2 separate regions of the Gossypium arboreum genome follow, and region 2 is linked to region 1. Evidence: chromatin contacts called from public Hi-C data. All regions are on one chromosome and are shown on one strand. Each heading gives the region's core, a stretch centred on a gene start, on an enhancer-like site or on the middle of the called end of the contact. The rest is flanking DNA. Distances are from core to core; before and after follow the strand shown. Region 1 holds the start of LOC108461531 (protein ALWAYS EARLY 2-like). Region 2 has its middle 9.2 kb from the start of LOC108463612.

Region 1 (5,009 bases), core at 640-3,139:
ATATTTGAAAACTTTTTCAAAATAAAATAGTAATAAAAATAACTTAGCTAAACTTGCATTACTAATTAACATATTTAGCTCCCAAAATTATTATTTTAGAAAAAATTTAAATTTTAACTTTCTTTATGTATCTTTTATATATTTTTTAAAATTTTTATAATTTAAAAAAAAGAATAAATTTTAGAATTTTTATAAATATTTTGAATTTTAAAATTATTTTAAATTATTTTGTAATTTTTGTTGAGAGTGACAATTTGCTCATTTTCAAAATTAACCGGAAATAAAGGGTAGTGACACCAATCTGTAACTCAAATTATTCGAATTATTTGAACTGTAAAATTTAACTCAACTCGAACTCGAAACTCGAATAACTCGATTCGATTATCTCAAAATTCAAATTCTTTTTCGATTTTTTCGAACTGAATCAAGTCCTAATCTAAGCATTTCCTTGGGCATTTTAGAAACAAACATCATGAAACCCATAAGCATTCAAGGACAAGATTAAGCAATCAAAGATGAATTGGATAACTGATTAGTGCTTAAAGCTACATCGAGACCTAACCATACCCGATTCATAATGTAAAAGGCCTCCACCATTTCAGTGGATCTGTTACGTACAGCAGCAGCCACCTAAACATAAGCAACCACAAATTTAAAATGAAAAAGGAAGTGTTAATTATGCTTATAGAATACCTAGATGGAGCATCATCACAATATAAAATTACAGTGAAACCATTAAACTTTTTTATTATAGTTCTCGAAGTAAATACTGTGGCAGGTAGCTAATATACCTTCTTCCAATCTTTCCCATACTCCCGATAAGCTTTATAAAACCGCTCGATCTCTGCCTTGCTCCATGGAGATCCTAACTTGTCAAATAGTTTCTTCTATAGCATAGAATACAACAGTCCATGCATCAAAACGACTCACAATTAGCATATGATGATGCCACGTAAAACAGAGTATCATCAAACAGCCAAAGGCAAGAAAATTTGATCTTCAAATCAAATAATCAATTAAAAATGACAAAACACCTACCTTTGGGTTACTTTTTCTTGAATTTCCTGCGTCTTTATCAGGAGATACTTCACATTTACTCGAATATTGTTTGTTCACAGTTTTATATTTTCTTGTTGGGGCCATCAATGACTTCCTTTATCTGAAGCATTCCATCATAAAACATGAACTTGAAAAAGAAAAGGGGAAATTCGAAAAAGATAGTGCAGATGTAAAATCGATGTTAACAATGAACTTTAAAAAAATAATAAGTTGTAATTTTTTTTAGAACCAGCAAAAAGAAACACCACAAAATCTCAAAATCACAATCAAAATTTCATTCACAATTGAAACACCTAAAATTTTACGTATTGAAAAAAAAAAAAGATTGCAAAACAATGCTGCTCTAAAACCACTAGAACGGCAAAGCCAATTTGGCTTAATCCATAAAGTCACCTTGAAACCGCTTCAAACCCACTGAAGAAAACCGAAAACACTTTTAAAAGAAACGAAAATTCAAAATTTTAACCGAAAGCTCCTTTAAAAATTGCAAAAATGAATTTAAAAAACCACAGTGATGGTTCAAAATCTCAACTTTTAAACCCTAATTCACAGATCGGAGACAATTCCACTTACCAATTGCCGGCCTTTTCCCAGCTGAACCAACACATTTAACAAAAAAAAAAAGAATTAGAGAAAGAAAGATTTTTCAGAGAAATTTAAAAAAGAAATAAGAAGAAAAAACAGAATTTTGAGAAAGAACAACCTTTGAGAGAGCGAAAAGTGGCGTTGCCGCGAAACTTGAATATAAAGGTGGTTTGGCCAATGATATTATTTTGTTTTTTATTTATTTATTTTTAACTTTTCTTGGCTTTACTCTGTTTCAGTCTATGGGATTATGAATAAGTTGTCATTACCGTACACGTGGCAATTTGAAGTATTGGTAATGAAGCTGTCCGATTTGATGGCATAGGTTTGGGTTCCATGTAGATGATAATAGCGGATTAAATTTGAAACTTTTCTAGGCTAATTTTCAAACCAGTCCCTACTTTTATGGGTAAATCTTTTTAGCTCCCGCTAAGATTTTAACAATTAAATTCATCGGTCTCATGGGAAAATTAAACTCCTAGGTTATTGGGAAAATAGTAATGGAATTGGAGAAAATATTTAAATATTATATCATGACAGCATCCTAATATCATATTATTAAAATATACACCAGTTTATTAAAATTATCAATAACCCTCTATAAAAGATATATCCACAACCACAACTACTGAGAGAGCTTAATTGGCAATTGAAATGGGTTGATTTTAAGACACAGAGGGATATTTTGAGTATAATGTTATATTAATATATAAAAATGAGAACAGATCCACTTAAAATTTATTAATTTTGCATAATTTTTTGACCACGCTGAGATTAAAATACAAATTTTTCCTCTTTCCTAATCTTTATGCACAATAAAACGCTAAACGTTTCCTTTTTTTTTATGTTAAAATTCCCTTTTATTGGAGGTAATAAAAGCATTGATTGTGACAATTTGATTCACATGTGTTTTATTTTAATAATACAAATAGACACAACTATGCACTGCATGCAAGGCAGGGGTGAAAAAGTAGTGTTATCACTCATAAGTCAAGCAACCAAATCTATTGGAATTGCAGACTTGTGTTTCATTTTATATAGCTATGGCGGTGGTATCGGGAAAATGTTTAAAGCTTACAAAGATCTTTAATTTTTTGCATGTTTCTCTTCCGTAGAAAAAATTTAGATCTTACTAGTTTCAACACAACTGAAAAAAGAAGTTTACATAGCCACATTGGAGAGCATTTTCATCACCCTTTCTTGTTGGCCTTAACAGTAAGAGTGTGAAGAGCGACCCCAAAAAGCAGGTTTTTATCAAATATTGTTTCGGATTTCCAGTGCACTCGCTCAATAATACCTAAAAGTAGAGGGGATATTAATTCTCTTGCTCCATGAAAATTACTAGTTGTTTTACATTCCTGAACTATTGTCTTGCCTCTTGTATATTCTTAAACCACTGTTCCACTCTCCTTTCATGGCACACTAATATGTAATAACACTAGAAAGAAAAAGAAGCCAAATATAAAAATTTTGTGTATTTGTTCATATTATTTTTATGTATTGAAATAAATTTATACGTAAATATTTTATATATATATATAACAGGTTTTTATATTCATATTCTACAATCACGATTTGTTTGTTTTAACCATAGTTTAATGTATTTAATTATTTTCTCATATTATATTGTCCATATTTTGTCTAATTAATTTGGTATAAAGATTCAACTTTAACATTAACTTCATTTCCTTATAAATTCAATCATTAAAGTTATCTATAATTAATATCAATATTATATTTAAAATTTTAATATAACTTTTTTTTCTAAATTACGAGGGTTATATTCTAGTTCTATTAAAAAAACTTCAATAATGATTATTGAGTTCAAATAAAATAGCAAAAATTTGTGACATTAAAAGATGATATCAAATTTCTCACACTTATATCTTGCATAATTAGTTAATATCATATCATATTTTTCTTTATTTGTGTATCTAGTTTCTAGTATAAATAGACTATATAACTTAATGTAAATCAAGAGGCAATATTATTTCTTTGAAATTCATTTATCATTCTTTTTCTTAAGTTTGTAACATGGTATCAAGAGTTTAGTTTCCCCTTTTATTTATTTATTTTTCTTTTCTTCTCTAAGTCATTTACTTTTTATCTTTTGTTTTGTCCAGTGACACGACGTTTTCAGCCTCCGGGCTGGCTATCGCCCGTCTTTTTTCTCCCTCCCACCAACATTTTCTTTATTTATTCTTCTCATTCACTTCATATGGCTTCTTTTTTTACAATTTGCAGATCTATTTTATGGACGGTGCCTGTAGTCGCTAAAACTCCAAAAAAAAAATTGCCCTTTTTGGTCCTATTTCTAGCTTTGTACTCTGTTTCCCGTGTTTTGTCTTTCTTTGTCCAAGCTGAGTCATCATACTCAATCCATTCTGAGTCGTTCATTACTCTATTGACCAAACTCTTTTGATCATGTTTCTAGTTTTGCCCTCTGTTTCCCGTGCTTTGGTTGTTTGTTACTATATGTGATTTTCATGTTTCTCGATTTTGACGGCCAAACACCTACTATCGGTGGTTGGTCATCATCCTCCTTGCTCTTTTCTATTTTTTATGTACTCCTCTTGATTTAATAACCCCTTTTGGGGGTCTTGTCTCCTTGTTCTACTTTGTTTTTTGATGTCCTCCTCTCGGTTTAATAACCCCTTTCGAGGGTCTTGTCTCCTTGTTCTACTCTATTTTCTAATATCTTCCTCTTGGTTTAATAATCCCTTTTGGGGTCCTTGTCCGAGCTTTCATGGCTTTTTTATTTTTTTTATTATTTTTTCTTCTCACAAGCGAACCTTTGTTAATGAGGGACCAATGTGGTGTTCTGATGCCAGTATTCCATTTTTTGTGAGAGAGTTACTACAACTCTTGAATGGTGAATGGGTGGTGGTGCCTAAAGCCTCCAAATGCTACTTTTCTTGTTTTTATGTTTTTTGCTAGATCCAATAGCTCCATTGATTTAGTCATTGTTTGGGTATTGTTCTAGGTTAGATGTCGCCGACGGTTGATTTCAGTCGATCTAGGGTCGTTGTGAACCTTTGCTCTCTTACAGTGTCTTTCGATTGGTGATCAAGGATGCTCGGCTCTATCTTATGCTTCATTGTTTCTCTCCCTCTTTGTAAGCAAGGTCTTAAGTGGAGAAAGGGGCCCTTGGTAACGAGATCATAGGCACTAATGTTTCCATTAGTGGTTGATGCCTATGTGATCGGTGATGATTCCTCCTCTTTTGGGTCTTGAGGTTTTCTCTAATGATGATGGCTTTCTCTGTCATTTTTTACGACATCATGTTACTTAGGGCTCTTTTCACCTTGCTTCTATCTAGACTTGATTATGGGTCAGGCCACCCGGCCTGACTCGAAGGCTCCCCC
Region 2 (4,424 bases), core at 517-3,016, 290 kb before region 1:
CTTTCACTAAGCTTATGGCATTGGAAATGATTTATTCTTGATCTATGAATTGTATAAATGAAATGGTAAGTTATGTTTAAGTTTATACAAGCTTATTAAGCCCTCATTGCTTATGTAGTTACTTTCCTTTGTTTTATTTTTTATCATCAAAAGAGAGGATAGAATTGAAATCTCCAATTGCCATCTAAGAAACATCCCCAATTGGAATTGAGCGACTAAAATCATGCCACAAAACCTTCTTATTCATTTTATCAAGACTTCCATACACAAAAGCAACAAGGATCGACTTAGGAGTTAAAAAAGAACAGATATGAGCCAAAATGAATTGAGAATGGTTACCAACAACCTTTAAGTCAATCGAATTTTTCTATTCGATCCAAATACCTCCAGGAAATCCTACTGCTTCAACACGGCAAGACTTATCCCAATCCAACTTAGCAATGATTGTGTCAGCTTTATTCCTACTAATTTTTAAGTAAACTAACAATATCAGGCTTATACTGATTATTATACTCACAAAAAGCTCGCAGAAACTTATTAGACACACATCCCTATACATTCCAAGATAAAATAGACAAATTCATATTAATAAAATAAAAAATAAAAGGATAGAAAACTTATCTCATTGAGGAACGAAAGAAGAAATTTCCACATCCTACCGAAGTTGCCTTTGCAGATCCTTGGCAGATTTTCCATTAAATTTCAAAGTAATAAGTTTTGTTGCTCTCTTCATAGAATCAACAAATGGAACATGAATATTTTCAGAATTTTTAAAATGACTTCCTAATCCTTCTATGGTTTTATTGGGCTTCCAACCTCCTTTAGAACCAGACCCTTTGAAATTTTGACCCTTAGGAGCCTCCTTAAATGAATTAATTCCAACCGATTGACTACCCCCGATTCTCCAGTCACATTCTCCAGCATACTTTTGTTATAAAACACGACTGCCGAATGATTTTGGCCTCTAAAACACCTTCCTTCACCTCCACATTAATAAAAGAGTTTTCTTCAAAAGCAAGATTAAAATGCATAACATGGTCCACTTGTTTATGAAGAGATAATTGAGGTTCCATTTGTATTTGACCTGTACCATCAACATTATGTGAATTTAAAATTGAAGGAAAAACCGCATTAGAAATACTTGAAATTAAAGGCCTATTATTTTCTTCGAACATTTGGCAAAGAAATAAACGAGGTAATTGAGTCTTTCAAAGGTTCGCCTGCATGTGCTTCCAAATCCCGGACTTCCTACTGTGGCCCACCGTAATCTTTATTGGAGGCCTGTTTGCTGTTGAATAAAAGGGCCAAGTTATTATCAGCCGGATCCAATTGTTGACCTAGGCCCGTCTTAGGTTGAACCATGGACTGACCAACTTGAGGGCAAAAGATCATTAGGTCACGGGCCTGACCCTTAGTCAAATTCACCACTGACAGATTTCTTAGAACCATTACCCGGTTTCTTACTCGTTGCAGCCTTGATTTGAGAGCTAATTAAATGGGCTTTCCCTTTATTCTTCATAGCCACCTGTTCACTATTAATCACACCCGTTCTTGATGAAACCGCCTCTAAATAAGCTAAATCAGCTAGGAAAGGGAACTGCGATCCCTGAATTTTCTCTCATTTCAAATTATGTCCTTTTTTGTTTCCTTCCAGATTGTCGCGCTTAGACCTCCTCTCCACCAGCGTCCAAGGTCCATACTCCTCTTCTCCGATCGTCGCAACAGTGGTAGGAACACGCCTCGATGACTCACCCTTCTCAATCTCCCCTGAGGTCCGTATGTCCGATGAATAGGTTTCTTTAGTGTAGCCGTAATAGCCACATTTAAAACATACCACGGGTAAGTTTTCTTATTCAATCCTCTGTAGGTTGCCATTAATAAGAATTTTAGAGACCAACGGCTGCCCTAAATTGACAAAAAACTACCATACGAGCATACCGTCCCCTTGCTCTATTGTCTGTGTTCAAATCCAACTTAGTGACTTTGCCTATCATACCCTCAATCTCCATGAGAATCTATTTCTTATAAAAATGGCTGGGTAGACCGGGAAACCGAATCCATGTGAGAACCGAATTTGGATAGGGTAGGTTAGGGTTGAAGTCGATGGTCCAAGGTTGGACAGTAAGGTAGTGACCAAAAATAACCCATGGTCCCTGAGAAAGGATTTTGTCATAGTCTTCAGTATTCTGAAACTTTGCAAGAAAATAGCCATTTTCAATATCCATTAATTGAAAAGGCTTAGACGGTCTCCAAATCCCATATAACATATTTTGCAAGGTGGAGATTCGAATATTTCTTCCCAGCATCTTAAGTACCATCGAGGTTGACATTTCTTTTTCCAAGAGTTGATAAACTCTCTCCGAAAAACCAATGGAAGAAACCCCATCAACAAAAGATTTCTTGACATCCTGCTACGTAAAGGCGAAACTATCAGCAAAGTGCTGGCCATCCTTTTTATTATTCTGATCTAAAGATTCCTTTCCCACTAACGTATCCGTCTATTACAATGAAGGCTCTGGTATAGGATCCACAACCATCACATCATCAGAAGACACGTCTGAATTCTTGAAGCGAACCTTCTTAGTGTTGGAGTCATCAGGAATAGAGGCATCATCTCCATTCCCGTTAGCAAAATCAACCGAAGAAGATGAGGGCAATTTTTTAGCGTTGGTGTAATTTAATACTTATATTTGACAATTTATATACAACTTTAACACTAACTAAGTGATAATTAAAAAATAAAATCAATCTTTATTTAAACCTTAATTAATGAAATAGACTCTTTTCCATCTCTTGCAAATAATAAATCATTAAATCTTTGTAAAAAATCAATAAATATGCATGGACTAAACTAAATGTAATTAAACAATACTATAAAATTGTTATAATATTAATTATTAGTTATTTTGACCGGTAAGTTTAGATTTTATTTAAGTTATAATTCTATTTTAAAGTAATAATTTTAAATTGAATTCTAAATATTTTAAATGTCAATTTAGTACTATGCTTGAAAATAAAGGATATTTTCATCGGTTCAAATGTTTTTCCAAACTTGTACTTTTATATATACTAGTTTCTATGTCACGTTTACATATTTATTTATTAAATTTATTAAATAATATATTTTTATATTAAATGAAAATCAATGTAACTCATATAAAATTCCATTAATTTTGAAAATAATTGAGAGAATAAAATAATATTTTAAAAGTAAAGAAAATAAAAATGAGAAATAACCAATAGTAAAATATTTAGTAATTAAATAAAATAACTTGTTATTCGAATATGAGTAAAAAATTCACCTATGAAGAACCATTATTTTCATACTTTATTACCTTTGACATAATATTTCACAACACAACAAAAAACAATTTTTAGCATTGTTAATGACTGGGCAATGTGATACACGGTTGGAAACTTTAGGTACCAAATTGATACAAAAATTCCTTAGGTACCAAAGTGATAATTGCATGAAACTTTGGGGTAAATAATACATTAACATTATATATAATGTTATCTCACACATTTAAATTTTACTAATTATAAAAATTAATTTTGTTATAAAATAAAGAAAGATAGAGAGAATAAAGAACAAAGAAAATATGAAAGCAATAGAGAATGTACTTTATTGATAAAAAGAGATGATTACAATACTCCATCAAAGTCTCTATTTATAGGAATAAGAAGCAAAAAAGAAGTAGATATCTAATTCTAATAACTACTAGAATTTAACGTACATCAAAACTTTATCTTTATCATGATGGACATCCACTTAATAAGATATTCATAACACTCCCCCTTAGATGTCCATTGGTAGATAATGTGCCTCGTTAAAACCTTATTAGGAAAAACCCTGTGGGATAAAAAACCTAATAAAGAAAAAATAGTACACAATCTTCTATTACAAGTTGCCTCGTTAAAAACCTTTACCAAGAAAACACTATGGGACAAAACCTTGGTTAAAGGAAAAGATAACAACTTGTTTTAGACTCCCTCTGATGGCAACATTACATTACATCTTTGAGTCGATGCATTCCAATCTTGTGTAGTAGTATTTCAAATGTTGAAGTTAGCAATGCCTTAGTAAAAAGATCTGCTAAATTCTCACTAGAACGAATTTGTTGAACATTTATATCACCTCTTTTCTCAAGATCATGGGTGAAGAATAATTTTGGTGAAATATGTTTCGTTTTGTCACTTTTGATATAACCACCTTTCAATTGAGTTATACATGCTACATTATCTTCGCATAAGATAGTTGGCATCTTTTCCTGTAAAGGCAAATTACATATCTTTTGGATATGTTGGGCCAATAACCTTAGCCAAGCACACTTTCGACTTGCCTCATACATTGCAATTATTTCTTCATGATTTGAAGAAGCAGCAGCTAATGTTTTCTTTGTTGAATGCCATGATATGGTAGT

The links. Hi-C and Micro-C count contacts between places; a contact is called where the count stands out from the background.
Region 2: a contact with region 1 is called in a Hi-C map of leaf, with 5 times the contacts expected there. The contact joins the enhancer-like site here to the promoter of LOC108461531 in region 1. A contact is called at or near these places in 2 of 5 Hi-C or Micro-C datasets (both in leaf).

The regions. Positions count from the first base shown.
Region 1 is chr13:90,336,190-90,341,198 of ASM2569848v2, reverse strand. It overlaps LOC108461531 (protein ALWAYS EARLY 2-like), which reads right to left and starts at 1,889. Exons shown (of 21, transcript XM_017761397.2): 1 at 1,763-1,889; 2 at 1,633-1,653; 3 at 1,039-1,159; 4 at 792-887; 5 at 568-630. The coding sequence starts at 1,143.
Region 2 is chr13:90,625,178-90,629,601 of ASM2569848v2, reverse strand. No RefSeq gene overlaps it. Among protein-coding and RNA genes, the nearest start is that of LOC108463612, 9.2 kb to the left of the region's middle. Within about 2 kb of position 1,766, at least 2 of the 2 cell types and tissues checked have an H3K27ac peak or open chromatin away from gene starts, as enhancers often do. A contact at or near this core is called in leaf, where this site is marked.